Regions from separate parts of the Mus musculus genome. Here regions 2 and 3 are each linked to region 1. A link is a contact called in public HiChIP or PLAC-seq data. All regions are on one chromosome and are shown on one strand. Each heading gives the region's core, a stretch centred on a gene start, on an enhancer-like site or on the middle of the called end of the contact. The rest is flanking DNA. Distances are from core to core; before and after follow the strand shown. Region 1 overlaps Reps2 (RALBP1 associated Eps domain containing protein 2). Region 2 holds the start of Syap1 (synapse associated protein 1). Region 3 holds the start of Txlng (taxilin gamma).

What was found. HiChIP or PLAC-seq counts read pairs in DNA pulled down with a chosen protein or histone mark.
Region 2: a contact with region 1 is called in an H3K27ac HiChIP or PLAC-seq map of embryonic stem cells, with 2.5 times the contacts expected there. The contact joins the promoter of Syap1 here to the enhancer-like site in region 1. A contact is called at or near these places in 3 of 39 promoter capture datasets (hippocampal neurons, pre-B cells and stem cell-derived epiblast-like cells), 2 of 484 Hi-C or Micro-C datasets (cortical neurons and embryonic stem cells) and 1 of 115 datasets of contacts at active chromatin or transcription factors (embryonic stem cells).
Region 3: a contact with region 1 is called in an H3K27ac HiChIP or PLAC-seq map of embryonic stem cells, with 5 read pairs. The contact joins two enhancer-like sites. A contact is called at or near these places in 1 of 39 promoter capture datasets (cranial neural crest) and 3 of 115 datasets of contacts at active chromatin or transcription factors (bone marrow-derived macrophages, embryonic stem cells and microglia).

Annotation. Positions count from the first base shown.
Region 1 is chrX:162,502,168-162,507,249 of GRCm38.p6, forward strand. It overlaps Reps2 (RALBP1 associated Eps domain containing protein 2), which reads right to left. Exons shown (of 18, transcript NM_178256.4): 13 at 1,604-1,740. Among named protein-coding and RNA genes, the nearest start is that of Reps2, 140 kb to the right of the region's middle. Within about 2 kb of position 3,129, at least 8 of the 459 cell types and tissues checked have an H3K27ac peak or open chromatin away from gene starts, as enhancers often do. A contact at or near this core is called in embryonic stem cells, where this site is marked.
Region 2 is chrX:162,886,233-162,891,314 of GRCm38.p6, forward strand. Syap1 (synapse associated protein 1) reads right to left here and starts at 2,230. Exons shown (of 9, transcript NM_025932.2): 1 at 1,837-2,230. The coding sequence starts at 2,053.
Region 3 is chrX:162,829,238-162,834,319 of GRCm38.p6, forward strand. Txlng (taxilin gamma) reads right to left here and starts at 217. Exons shown (of 10, transcript NM_178935.5): 1 at 2-217. The coding sequence starts at 103. Within about 2 kb of position 3,079, at least 25 of the 459 cell types and tissues checked have an H3K27ac peak or open chromatin away from gene starts, as enhancers often do. A contact at or near this core is called in embryonic stem cells, where this site is marked.

The DNA.
Region 1 (5,082 bases), core at 1,879-4,378:
AAAAAAACTTTCTGGAAAGAATCACAGAACTATCCACTGGCGTCAAGGGAGTGCTGGGGCTTTGTCTTCATCACTCGAAAACAAAGTATCGGGGCTGCCCCTGGAACTTTTCATCCATGGAAATGTGAGCCTTGGGTACATATTAAGGCCAAGCAGGTTAACATTTGAAGTATGTTTATCAACTAACCAAAGCTTTACAATCCCAAGTGCACATATTGGCCTTACTTTAAGATAAAAAATCTGGGGCAAAAGATTAGCTCACTCTCTGAAACACAAACAGGCAAAAAGCATCGACCCATGCTCCAAATACACTGAGATCCACATAACGTTTCCATTCTCAGTCCATGCAAGGGAAAGACACTGACACAGCTATCCATATCATTTTAGTCTTCTTGCAATCACAGTAGAGTCTTCTAGTTCCTAATCCTATATCCATGTGAAAATTTCATAATCTCATCAACCTATGGCTACTCTTACCCTAAAGACCTATGAAATTATGTCAGAATTTGGAACAAAGTATAGTGGAAGATTTAAGAGAAATTTTGATCTGATGAACTCGTTGCAGAGAATCAGTTTGATAGAGAAGTCCCAATTTGTGTATATTTAAAAAACCATCTATACCTTCACTATAAGAAGAGTATTTACTAGAACATGGGAACACCCTGAGCTCTGCCAGGACACGGAGCTCATGCCAATGAGACGCTGTGCTTTAGTAGAAGCGGTAATCATCTACACATCACTACCAGGCAAGTCTGCCTTGATTTAAACTGCATACAGATCGAGAAAACATTTCAGGAAATTCTATTGATAGTTCGCTTACATACATCAGTGGAAAGGCCCTTGTAGCTCCCCTCATGACGGCTGAGACAATCTGCTGTCACCTGTGCTGAAGCAAAGGCGTGTTTCCTACATTTTGTTCCTCGGCTTTCCTAGGAGGACACACCCTACCTACCTCACAGGAAGTAAAGGAAAAGGCCGTCCTCTCTGACACCTCTGGCCCCAGTGCAGCTATACAGCTCTGCTGACTCAAAACTAATTCCCAGAAACTCCAAAGCAGCCCACCCACAAGCCCCACGGCTCTATACCCCTACCCAGCACCCAAACATCATTCAGATTTGGAGTCTTCTGAATTGAACCCTAAGAACACAAGGATAAACTCCCATAGAAGGTTCTGGCCAGGGGCTGGTCACTGAGCTCTGACCTCAAAAACACACATAATGTGTCAGGAAAATAGCAGTGATCTTACTTTAAAATTACCATGATATAGAGGACAAGACTGCAGCCAGGCAGGCTCACAGTGGGCAGTCTGCAGTTGAAGCATTTTTGTTCTCCTACTTAAAAAAAAAAAAAAAAAAAACGAACTTCATAATTCTTGATTCTTGGCAGTGTGGGAAAGTCTCCAGCCCCATATGCTATGCATCTGTCTGGGATTTTTTTTTCCTGCCCAAGAATATCATAGCAACATAAAGACTTGCATGGCAAGGAAAGCTGCCAGGTCTGTGTGCTCTTTTCCCTAACACAGAGGCCTCTGCAGCAGGGATGTATGTGCACTGGCTCCAACAGGCAAGGGAACAGCTTGGGTAGATGCAGAGGGACACTTCACCTGGCGCACTGGGCAGGAAGACTTTATTCAGATCCAAGGAGGAGGCTCTGGAATGGGTTTTCTGTGGCCGTGGTGGTGGGGTGGGAGGGTCCTCACCCCTTTTCATGGCCTCTTCTATGGAGGTGCTAGAGTAAGATCTGTAGCAAAATAAGGGAAGGTCAGAGCAAAAGAGCAGAGCTTTATTCCCTGAAGCTGGGTGGAAACAGAGAATACCCCAATGTCAAAATGACTGCAGAGAACAGGCAAGGTGCCAAAGGGCAGCTAGAAATTCTACTGTCCCTTAAATGCCATTGCGTATAATAATTGTCCAAACCCAGCCATTACTGGGATCTTTTGCCCTTAGTATATTATTAGGCCTAAATTTACAACTTCTCCAAAAATGGTTTATATAAATTCAAATCAGTTTCTGTGATAGTTGTTAATAAGAACAATGTGTAAATAAGCCTTTCAGCTTGCAGCCTTCTGTGTTTGAGGAAAAGGGCTTCATGGTATTAACTGATTAAAACCCTGGTTTACTCACAGTGTGATCGCAGGCAAATGTGGAATTGAGACAGCCACACTGACCAAGAACTCAAACACAAGGCTTATACCACAAACGATGCTTCATTCAGAAAGGGAAACACAGCAATCAGCTTCAGGAGGTAAGCCAGCCTTGTCCTAAGAGGGTTTATGGAAATTTTCAAAGCAAAGGCTTAACTTGAACTTTCTTTAAAGTGCTTTAAAGTGAGGCAAAGCACAGCTAACTTGGTGACTTCTGACACTATAATAATAGCATTTAAAAAAAATGGAAGGAAAAAGCCAGAATCTTGCAAACTCTGATCTGTTTCAGTTTTTAAGGTGTTGGTTCAGTGCTTGTGAAACAGAGAGTAAATCTTCCTGGAGTAGTAGCTAGGATATTGGCAACATACTTGTTTTCTATGTTAATGCAATAACATACTTTTTGGTTTATTAATATGGACGAGTTCCTAATATGATGATCAGGAAAAACACGGAGATATGTGTGTCCATCTCTGCTGTTCACTTTCTCAGCTGACTTCATGACAAAGCAGAAAGCAGAAAATTACCTCTGAAGCAAGATACATCTGAGAAAGAAATTACCTTCAGGAAACTTGCTTTTGTAATTAGCTATTACAACAGTTCTTACTAAATCAGAGTTGATCGATGGCTATTAAACTCCTTTAGTTTTGGTAAAGCTGTTTTTGACAAAGCAAAGTTTTGCTTGCTTTGAACTTTTGTTAGGTCTGTTCTTTGACCACTTCATATATGTGTAATGTGCATGTGGATTATTACAGCCCCCTCTCTAAATTCCCTCCCATTTCTACTATTCCTGCTTCTTCCCAAGTCTCCTTCCCACATTCATGAGGTTTTTTGCTTGTTATTTTGTTTTGTTTCTTTGCTCATTAGACCCACTGAGGTTTATTGTGTGACTACAGACTTGAAACTTTCGATTTGTGCCTGGTGAACTCCTTGGTGGGTATGCAACTAGACACAATGGCTGCTCTTCTTCCAGAATCCGTCAGTAACCAATAGTTCAGCAGGGAGGGGCAGGGTCCCAAGAGGTCCAATTCATAGTCAAATGTTGCTAGGCAATGTTTTTCTTTTCAAAAAACAAAAGCTTCCCAAAGGTCTTTCTGTGGTGTCTACAGGTTTTGTTTGTCTTGCAAGGAAGCAGTCTTTAAGTCAACCATAATAATGGTTTGGGGGAATTCTCTTTGTTTGATTCTTGTACTGTATCTGGCTAGACAGTCAAGGCAAACAAAGACTAGAGCTAAGGGAAAAATTCTCTAACTCTGTCAAACAGAACCAAAGGGAATCAACAACTGTTCATCAAGTAAGCTAGAGTTCCTAGCTAGAAGTTTAAAAAAAAAAAGCTTTCTATGCCATGTACAGCTTTGGTGACATGTTCTACACAAGGAAGAAAAAATAAGTATAGAAACATAAGTGTATCAGTTTGTGTGAGCATGCATATGCTTGTACACATATATACATACTATCCCATACTCATATATGTACATACATATACATACTATCCCACACTTCCTTCCTGTATATGATCTCCATGTTTATATTTTTACATGGAAAGGTAATCAATATCAAATAAGTAAGACTGTATGGCATGACTGTGACCAGGTAAACCAAAACATAATGTGCAAGGGATCGGCAAAATGATGGACAACATCATAGCAGAATGGTCATTTTCCCTCTTACCCTTATACTTCTACAAATTCTTACCACTTGACAAATGAGAATAAAGATGGTTTGACAGTCTTGATCTCAGTAAATAATCCGTTAGAAATAAGGAAAATAAAATTATCCATATTGGACCAAGGGTCCAACCTCTGAAAGAATAATACATTAAATTTGTCCAGTCCATTACTAGTGGAGGATGTGCCTTTGGGATTTTGTACTTTCATTCATAGTGAGAGGAGAGAAGAACTCATCAAAAGCTATATTATGAAGTTCAATTCAATGGCTAATATCGTATATATCAAAGCCATATTTATGAAGTTGTTTGTGGCTAATATAGTATACATCAGCTCATTTCTGCAATTCATGGAAGGCCTTTCTTTTTTAAAAAGAGATTATTTGTTTGTTTGTTTATGTATATGAGTACATTGTTGCTATCTCCAGGCACACCAGAAGAGGGCATCAGATCCCACTGCAAATGGTTGTGAGCCACCATGTGGTTGCTGGGAATTAAACTCAGGACCTCTGGAAGAGCAGTCAGTGCTCTTAACCACTGAGCCATCTATCCAGCCCATGGAAGGCCTTTCTTATTGTAAATGTAGGTTAATATTATCATTTCTGTATCCCAGAGCTAGTACAGACTAATATGTAAAGAATCTGCCAATCCTTAAAAGAAAAAAGAATGATTAAATATGGTCACCAAAGAAAAAGTGACCATACTTTTCTTTTTACTGAAATTGTTGTTTAAAATATATATTAATATAAGTATCTGTGGCCTATATGAACAAGAAAGTGAAGCCTAAATTGTTTGATTTACATTTAGGTAGTGTTCCTTAACTTTCAAGTGCATAAAATATGATATGGTTTAAATCAACTTGCGGAGTGGTGGAGAGGAGCTGAAGCTGAAGGAGGAAAAGAAGTCCCTGAGGGTTAGAGCCAAGCAAAGCAAACAAACAAACAAAAAACACAACCAACCATGTGGTAGCCCATACTACACTACAGCTCTACTGCTTAAAAGTGGCCCCGATATTTCTTGTCTTCAGTGTCCTAGCTCTTTCGGTGTCTCTGGATTTCCCCTCTGCTCCTCCATTCCAAAGCTGATAACAGCCACGCTCTGTTCTTTTGGTTCTCCTCTTTTGTTGATGGCTATTTTAGAACTGTGAAGCTGAGAAAAGACACCAAGAATGGCTCACACAGACTCTAGGTAGTGCTTACCTGAAGCCCGGTGCCTCCTTGAAGTCACCATAAACATTTTCCCTTCTATAGATTTTCTGTTCCTGAGTTCTTACTGT
Region 2 (5,082 bases), core at 980-3,479, 380 kb after region 1:
TCCAGAGAGCCTCCTGCCTCAGCTTCTTAAATAGCTAGGATTGCTGGCTTGGTATGTGTGACAGAGGGGCGGAGAAGATTCTTTGTGTAATCCTGGCTGTCCTGGAACCAACTCTGTAGACCTGATCTGCCAGCATCTGCCTCCCAAGTGCTGGGATTAAGGGCAAGAGCCACTATCACCTGGCCAGCTTTTTTGTTTTTTGTCTCATGTGGCCTTGAACTGCTGCTGATCTTCCTAAGACCCCAAAATACTGGGGTTACAGGCCTATGTCACCACCATACTTGACTTTTATCCCACGTTAATCTATCCCAACTACACTACAACCTCTGCTCCAGTGAACCCTTCTCACATTCCTTAAATATTCCAAATCTACTCTTTCCCAATTTTCTAAGCTGCAAATAGTCATCCTCTTTTTCTAGTGATTTCATGGTATCACACTAAGTTTTATTTTCCTTGTCCAGTCTTCGGGAGTCTTGGCTGAGATAATGTACTGTTAAAATTTGATACTGTGGCTATTTCCCCTATGCCTCTAACTTACAGTCAAACATTTTGAACAATAGGACCTTTCCTGCTGAAGTCTGTGCGTCTTTGTTCTTTGACACCCTTAATTGACTTGATAAGTCCTTAAAACTTTCAAAATTTCGTGGCTGTGTGGTGGTGAGCTCCAGTAATCGGGAGAGAGGAAGGAGGGCTGGGTTCAAGGCCAGCCTTGGCCATATGAATTTGAAGCCAGCTTTGGCTATCTCAAAAAGAACAAAAAGCCTCACAAAATTTAGTAGATATTTTTGTTGCAATTCTCTTATGTTTACTTCTGCTTAGGGCCCACCTCCCCCCAAATCACATTCTTTAACTATGTAAGCCTGCCAAAGTCTCTCGAGAATTAATACAGCAGGTATTTATATTCTTAAGAACTACTGTTTGTTCAACTGGATAATAAAATTGGAAAGTGAAATCAGGTAGATTTTTGGCTCAAAATCTACTTGTACTACTATCAGTAAAACGCTGGACTTGTTTCCCCAACCCCTTGGGGATTGTGAATAGATGAAATGAGGGATTTATTATTCACCAAAGATCTAGCACTGGAACTTGAGTATAGCAGACAATTGGCACCTTCTTTCCCACCTTAAGGGAAAAAGGTCCTGCTGAAAGGGGAAAAGAAAAAAAAATACTGATCGCGAAGCGACAGGGAAGCAGAGGTGAGAGGATCAAGGTCATCCTTGACTTTATGGCAAGTTCGAAACCATCTAGGGCTGATTGAGACCCTGCTTCAAAAAAATCAAAAGAAGGCATGAATGACTATGGCTCGAGTAACTTTTTTTTTGGACAGGGTTTCTCTGTATAGCCCTGGCTGTCCTGGAACTCACTCTGTAGACCAGGCTGGCCTCGAACTCAGAAATCTGCCTGCCTCTGTCTCCTGAGTACTGGGATTAAAGGCGTGAGCCACCACCACGGCTCGAGTAACTTAACGAAGTTACTTTAGACAATACCTTTCAGTCCTTTCTTGGGACAAAAGGCATTTTTCTAAACCAATTCTAGCTGGGAGTCAGAGTTGGAGATTCAAATGAACGTTTTCAAGTTGAACAAACCGAATTCCTTGTCAAAACCCTGAAGACAGCAGCACACTGATCGCTTTCCGGCTTCCCAAGTTTACAAACTTTGCAGGAAAGCGACAAGTCCTTAGGCACGTCGAGGAGATGAAGTGACTGCTTGGTGAACTTTGGCGTTGTCCAGCTCCTTAGCCAACTAGCCCATGTCAGAGAGGACCGTCCCCCTCCTCGTACATCAACATCCCCGCGTCCCCTCCCAGTCCACTCTCAGGTCCCAGAGAGAACTCACTGCCAAGGCCTTTGGCCTGGTGGAGGAACTGTGGGTCCTCCGTCGGCGGCTGCTGCTGCTGCTCCTCAGTGGGCTCCACGGGCCGCTCGGGGCTCTCCTCAGAAGGCGCGGCTCCCGCGGACAGCTTGTCCCCGTCCCGGCTGGGAGGCTCTTCTCCCTCCGCCGCCGCCCCCTCGGGCGGCTTCAAGCCCAGCCAACTGCTCAACCCTCCGAACATCCCGCCCGCGGGGTCACCGCCGCCTCTGCCGCGGTCCCCTCGCCCAAGAGCCCTGGCACCCTTAACCACTGGCTGATCCGACTCCGCTGGTCTTCGAGGGAGACTGACCGGAACCGGAGACCTCCCGAAGCTTGGCCCACCCTCTCTGACGGCGGCTCAGCTGGCCGCGCATGCGTCATGTCCGGCTAAGGCTCCGCCCCCTCTGCATCGACTCCCCGCCTCCCCGCCTCCCCGCCTCCCCGCCTCCCCGCCTCCCCGCCTCCCCGCCTCCCCGCCTCCCCGCCTCCCCGCCTCCCCGCCTCCCCGCCTCCCCGCCTCCCCGCCTCCCCGCCTCCCCGCCTCCCCGCCTCCCCGCCTCCCCGCCTCCCCGCCTCCCCGCCTCCCCGCCTCCCCGCCTCCCCGCCTCCCCGCCTCCCCGCCTCCCCCTGCTTTTGGAAAAGAGGCTAAGGGCCAAAAGGGTTTTCTCCGCTGAGCTCTTCTTGCTCTCTACCCACTTTTCTATTTTCCCCAGCTTTGTTTTTTGTTTGTTTGTTTGTTTTGTTTTGTTTTTGGCTTTTTCAAGACAGGGTTTCTCTGTGTAGCCCTGGCTGTCCTGGAACTCACTTTGTAGACCAGGCTGTCCTCGAACTCAGAAATCCGCCTGCCTCTGCCTCCCAAGTGCTGGGATTAAAGGCGTGCGCCACCACGCCCGGCTTATTTTCCCCAGCTTTATAGGTGTGTGGTTGGCATCTTTGGGGGCTCTCCTACCTGGTCTCACTTTGTGATTACCTCGAGATGACAGCCTCCTTTTTTAGGGCCAGCTGGACCGGGTTACACCCCCACCCTTGGAAAAGGAGGCCTCAAGCCTCCTCCTGAGTTTAACCCAAAGCTGGGAGTAATGCATAGTGATTTAGGCCAGCCTGGGCTACCTAAGTTCTTGTGTCAAGAGCAGAACATTAAAAAAAAAAAAAAACCTAAAGGAAAAAAGGAAGGAAATCAGCTGAGCGTGGTGGCACATGCCTTTAATCCCAGCCCTCGGGAGGCAGAGGCAGGAGGATTTCTGAGTTCGAGGCCAGCCTGGTCCACAAAGTGAGTTCCAGGACAGCCAGAAAAACCCTGTCTCAAAATACCAAAAAAAAAAAAAAAAAAAAAAGAAAGAAAGAAAGAAAGGAAATTAATTGTAAGGAAGAAGTTGGGGTGGGGTACTTATAGATTAAAAATTGGTTTACAGTGGGTAGGTAAAATGGATTAGCAGGTAAAGGTACTTGCCACCAAGTTTGGCAACCTGAGTTTGATTCCTGGTACCTATCTGATAAAACTGACCCTTGCAGGTTCTCTGTCCTCTGATCTCTACACAGGCTCTGTGACTACCTATACCATAAATAAAATTTAAAGTATTTCACACAATAGCTTAGAGAACTTACTGGGACTGAAGCTCAGTCAGTGGTAGACTGCTAAAACACATGCCCAACACAGCAAATCATGCGCACACATATGGAATAGACCTGGCTGAATGGGGTGATACATGCTTGTATTCTCAGCATTCAGGAAGCTGAGGCAGGAGGATCTTGAGTTCAACACAAGCCAGAGCTACATGAGACCCTTTCCCAAACAACCAAATGAGTGGCACTTAGAATTTAAAACCCTGGTAGTTTACGTGCTCAGCCCTGATCTCCACATGGCAGAAGAAAATAGCCCACTCCTGAAACTTGTTCTCTTGTCTGTATCAGTGTGCATTGTGTTCTCCCCAAACCCCACACACTAAATAAAGCATAATAAAGATTAAAATAGGGCTGGAGAGATGGCTCAGCGGTTAAGAGCACTGACTGCTGTTCCAAAGGTCCTGAGTTCAAATCCCAGCAACCACATTGTGGCTCACAACCATCTGTAATGAGATCAGATGCCCTCTTCTGGTATGTTTGAAGATAGCTGAAGTATACTTACATATAATAAATAAATAAATAAATAAATAAATCTTAAAAAAGATTAAAATAAGAAAACCCTCGAATACTCATTTAAAGACAGGGTCTCAAAGCCTAGCACAGTGGCACACACTTTTAATCCCAACACTTGGGTGGCAGAGGCAGTCAGATCTGAGTTCAAGGCCAGCCTCACCTATATAGTACAGCTAGGGTTACACAGTGAGGGTTTTTCTTTTTTTCTTTTAAATATAGGGTCTCAAGTAATCAGGCTGGCCTTGTCTTGGATTCTCTACCACACTCACCAAGCCTTTCTTATCTGATTCTGGGAATCAAACTCGCTGCCTTCTCTATGCTAGGTCTATACTATACCGATGGAGCTACATACTCACAGTCCACAACTGTGCATTTTATTTGAATACTAATTCAGCAAACACATTTAAAAATGATGACACACGGGCTGGTGAGATGGCTCAGTGGGTAAGAGCACCCGACTGCTCTTCCGAAGGTCCAGAGTTCAAATCCCAGCAACCACATGGTGGCTCACAACCATCTGTAACAAGATCTGACGCCCTCTTCTGGAGTGTCTGAAGACAGCTACAGTGTACTTACATATAATAAATAAATCTTAAAAAAAATGACTCTTAATTAAAAAAAATGATGACACACATATAAATGGTAACTTGGACCTTAGGAAGCTGATGAGATCAAGGAATTGTGAAATCATGTTTAAATTGTGGTCAAAATTCAAAATTTATCATCACCCATTTTCTTTTCTTTTTTTGGGGGGGGTTGTTTTTTTTTTTTTTCTGGTTTTTCGAGACAGGGTTTCTCTGTGTAGCCCTGGCTGTCCTGGAACTCTGTAGACCAGGCTGGCCTCAAACTCAGAAATGTGCCTGCCTTTGCCTCCCAAGTGCTGGGATTAAAGGCGTGCACCACTGCTGCCTGGCTATCACCCATTTTCAAAGTCAGTAATTTAGTAGTATTAAGCACATTCACATGACTTTGCAACCAATAGCCAGAACTTTTCATCTTGCAAGCTGAAATTCATACACTGCTTCCATTCTCTGCAACTAAACTTCTAGCAAACATCATTTTACTTCATCTTTATGGACTGGTCTGCCTACTGTA
Region 3 (5,082 bases), core at 1,829-4,328, 330 kb after region 1:
CCTTCTGCGGGGGGCTACGTCGCCGTCCGCCCCGTCCGCCCTCACTAGCCTCCTCAGTACCGCCGCCTCTTCCTCGCGTTACCTCCTCAAGCCGAGTCGCCATGAGGTGACGGCAGCAGCCAAACAAGCGGCTGGACCAGGGGCACGGAACCTCTCAGGGGCTTCAGCCCCGCCCCCTTTACACCCCAACCAATCGTAGCGTGAGAGTCTTCTCACGTGACCGGAGGAGGTTGGCTCCTGAGGAAAGGCAGTTTGTTGGGGGTGGGGAGCGTAAAATTTTGGGCTGGGCTTCTGTTAGGGCCGAAGGGCAGACAGAGGCCGCTGGAGTCTGCGCGGACCGGGAAAGGGAGTAGACTACGAGTCCCAGAAGAATGTGCGGCCCCGGCGTCCAGCCATGAATCCGGATAGGAGCGTCCTGGGGGAAGAGTACCCGCTGTGCTGAGTGTGCAGCCTTCTGGGGCTTGTAGTCTCTGAGCGGCAATGTCGCGGTACCGGAAAGTAGTCGTTATTAACCTACAAGAAAAGTTTTAAAATCTTCCAGAGTTTGAGAAGGAATAGAATCAGAGACACTTCTTTGTGGTTTTGCTTTTTTTGCTCTTCTTCATAATTGTGCAAGTATAATTTGAGAATAAGAGACTCTTTTAACTTCGCTATTTTCGAGGTGGGAGATGCAGTCTCAGAATTTGGAACATTGGACACTTGCCCAGAGTACAGCCTCTCTACCAGAGTTCTCCCCAAGGTTTAACTGTCCAGAGTTCCTTTGGGCTGGAAGCCTATTCACCTTTGCCCAACTGATCTGGCTTCAAGTACAGTTCTCCATGTTAGTTCAAGATTAATTCGTATTTAAAATGTCTTGCTTTTTGCACCATATGTTTTGCTAATTAAAAATATCACGAACTCTGTTTACTAAAACAGTTATTTTTTTCTTGATATGTTAGAGAAGGTCACTCAGAAATATCCCCTGTTTTCTATTTAATGGAACCAGATCCTTAGTGGCCTAGTGTCTAGAAGTCACTGACCATCACAAAATCCGGAATTGAAATAATTCACTATGAAAATCTGTACAAATATACTTTCCTACAGTTGAACACAAAACAGTGATACCAGGAGCCAAAACTTAAATAACTTGAGGGACTGAAAATTTCAAATGAGCAAATTCTTAGGAGAAAATAGGGTTGGTTTTGTTATTAATGTTGTTTGGGGGTTTTATTGTTATTTTTTTTTTTTGTGGTGCTCATTATCAAACCACGGATCTCATACATACAACACCTGCACTCAACCACTGAACTACACTCCAGCTCAGTTCAGTTGAAGAAATTCTTTTTTTTTTTTTTTTTTTTTTTTTTTTTTGGTTTTTTTGAGACAGGGTTTCTCTGTGTAGCTCTGACTGTCCTGGAAGTCACTCTGTAGACCAGGCTGGCCTTGAACTCAGAAATCCACCTGCCTCTACCTCCCAAATGCTGGGATTAAAGGCGTGTGCAACCACACCCAGCCATGCTGAAAAAAAATTTTTAAGATTTTATTTATTTATTTATTTATTTACTTATTATATATGATGAGTACCCTGTAGCTGTCTTCTTTTTAAAATTTATTTATAATAACAAATATGTACACTGTAGCTGTCTTCAGACACACCAGAAGGACATCAGATCTTATTACAGATGGTTGTGAGCTACCATGTAGTTGCTAGGAATTGAAATCTGGATATCTGGAAGAGCAGTCAGTGCTCTCCAGCCCAAAGTTTTGGGGGTTTTTTTGGACTTAGAAAGAAAATCTCATTTACAGTTCATACGTTTATAACAGATGTCAGAAAATTACTCCTTAACCTGCTGTGGTGTTGCAACCTTTGGAGACCCCCATGCAGGAGACAGAGACAGGTGCATCTCTGTGAGTTTGAGGCTAGTCTGGCCTACTTAATGAGTTTCAGGCCCAGCCAGTATTACATAACCCCGTCTCAAAAAAAAAAAAAAAAAAAAAAAGGAAAGAAAGAAAAGAAAAGAAGCCTGGCACTGGTGTATAACAGGACAGCTGGACTACATAGAAAAACCCTATTTCAAAAAAACAAAAGGGAAAAAAAGGGAGAAAGAAAAGAAAATTGCTCCTCAATATGTTAATTTTTTCAGGAGATTTGAGAGTATAGTTACTTCTGATTGTTTAGTATGCCAACTAGGCATGCCTGTAATCCCAGCTTTGGGGGAGTCAAAATTACAACTAGAAAAGAGAATCTTGGCTACATAGTTACAAGGCCAGGCAGAGTAGTGCGGTCAAGCCAGCCTGGTCTACAAAGTGAGTTCCAGGACAGCCAGGGCTATACAGAGAAACCCTGTCTGGAAAAACAAACAAACAAAAAAAGGCTAGTCTTGCTTAATATCTACATACCAAGTTCCAGGCCAACCAGAGCTATCACAGTGAGACCCTGTCTCTCTCTCACACACACACCTCAAGAAAGAATGCACTGTAGCACAAATGATAAAGTAACTTGAGAAGGGGGGTAGGGCGGGGGATACACTGTAGCACAAATGATAAAAGTACTTGAAACCTGGGCTCAAACAAAGAATAAACTGTAGCAACAATGATAATGTAACTTATAAAACTATACAAAAGATAGCTTTTGCCAGGTCACACACACACACACACACCCTTCATGAATCAAACCAATTTGTTTTGATTTTTTGTTTGTTTGTTTGAGACAGGGGTTTCTTTACATAGCTCTGACTGTCTCGGAACTCCCTAGACCAGGCTAACCTAGACCTCACAAAGATCTGCCTTTCTCTGCAACCTAAGTGCTGAGATTGAAGGCATTTGCCACTTGGCTCCTTTTCTATTTCTGAAAGTATAATTTGATTACAAAATGCTTCCCTTCCCTTCCCTTCCCTTCCTTCAAACCTTCCCAACCACCCCACATTGCCCTCCAGCCACTGCTAGCTAATGTATTCTATTGAGAGCTCAGATTCCAGGCCTAACAGATTCAAGTCTTTGTTTCTGAGTCTTAAAGGGGCACTCCATACAGTCTTCGGTGATTGTTTTCACCTTTGTTCCAGGAAGTATCTGTTTAAAGCACAGTGCTTGTAAATTTGCTTGACAATAGAGTAAAGGCCGTGCAAACCACAGCTCCCAGCAAGCCGGAATTCTCTAGGGCTCACAGAGGGCTGGAGCTCTGACCTTGGTAAGTGGTCTGTTTATTCAAAGGACCTTATTTATTATTTGCATTGTTTTTCATTGGGGGAAGGAGCTGAAGAGGTGGCTTCCCAGTTAAGAGTGCTTGGGGCTCTTGCAGAGGACTGCAGTTAGGTTCCTAGCACCTGCGCCATGCAGCTCACAATTACCTGTAACTAAAATTTCAGGGCATCTCACACCTTCTTTTTTTTTTTTTTTTTTTTTTTTGGTTTTTCTAGACAGGGTTTCTCTGTATAGCCCTGGCTGTCCTGGAACTCACTTTGTAGACCAGGCTGGCCTTGAACTCAGAAATCCGCCTGCCTCTGCCTCCCAAGTGCTGAGATTAAAGGCGTGCGCCAGCATGCCGGGCTCATCACCCACCTTCTTATCGCCTCCTAGGGCATCTGCATGCATGTGCACATGCTAACTACAGGCACATACACACACAAGTACATATAAGAAAGTTTTAATCGTGATAAAAATAAATCTTGAATTTTTCTTTTCTTTTTTTCTCCAGTGATGAGGACAGAACCCAGAGGGACTTCTGCATGCCATCAAGGGCTCAACGACTGAGCCACGTTCCAGGCCCATTCAGAACCTTATTAGTCTTGGACATGTGGCACAAAACTGCTCCTGTGCCTATGAAGCCCAGTTCTGAGCTTTCATATGTTCTAGCCATCATTTTTGCGAATCAGGAAGCGTTCTAGACAGACTCATCACTACTGCAGAGGGAGAATTCTGCTGCTGCTGCATTAGGTATCTAGGACGTGGACACCCTCAGAACTCATAGCTGGAGGCAAGACTATTAAGATATTTAAACTGTGATATTCTTCTTCCCTTGGTTTTGTTTAAAATTTTAACTTTTGAGGCTATTTTTGAATACATAGCATCTCACTCTAGAGTCCAGGCTAGCTTGAACTGGCAACAATACTTCTACCTCCCCCTCCCAAGTGCTATGAGTATAGCTATGAGCCACACCACACCTCCATTCCTACCATTTATTTTGTCTTTCATTCTTCTTTTCTTTTCTTTCTTTCTTTCTTTCTTTCTTTCTTTCTTTCTTCCTTCCTTCCTTCCTTCCTTCCTTCCTTCCTTTCTTTCTTTCTTTCTTTCTTTCTTTCTTTCTTTCTTTCTTTCTTTCTTTCTTTCTTAAGATGGATCTTCCTTTGTAGTCCTAGCTGGCTAGCCTGTCCATGTAAACCAGGCTGGCTTCAAACTCATAGAGACCAACTTGCTTCTGCCTCCCAAACACTGTTTTTAAAGGCATGCACTTCCATATTCAGCTAGTTTTAAACTTCTCATCAAATTGCATCAGGCTGTGTGGGTTTGATGAGAGAGAGAGAGAGAGAGAGAGAGAGATATTTGTATTCTGTGATACACATTGATAATAAGGAACCATTTTTGTTCATTTTGGTTTTGTTTACTTTATATGTCAGATCTGAGAGCTTGGGTAATTGATATCTGCCCAGAGAAAAAGGGTAACTTGGATTTCCCCTCCAGGAAGCCCAAATCCCAGGCAGTGTCCTAGGTGCTCATGTTACAAATTTTGGACTTCTGTGATAGTGAGGGCAAGGATGGGGCATGGGATATATGTATCCTCGATACCTACAAAATGCCAGGCATAGAGAAAGCTCTCAACACGTACTTGCTGAGAAAAAAGGGGGAGGATAAGATCCCTTGTACTCAGGCATGGTGATTCATGACTTTAATACTGGTACTCTGGAGGCAGAAGCAAGAGCATTGCCCAAAATTTGAGGACAGTCTGGTCTTCAAAGTAAGACTCTGTCTCAAAGAAGAGGAGGAGAAGGAGGAGGAACTGAGGAGATGGCTCGGTTGATAAAGTGCTTGCTAGGCGCCAGGCATAGTGGCACAGGCCTTTAATCTTGGGAGGCAGAGGCAGGCGGATTTCTGAGTTCCAGGCCAGCC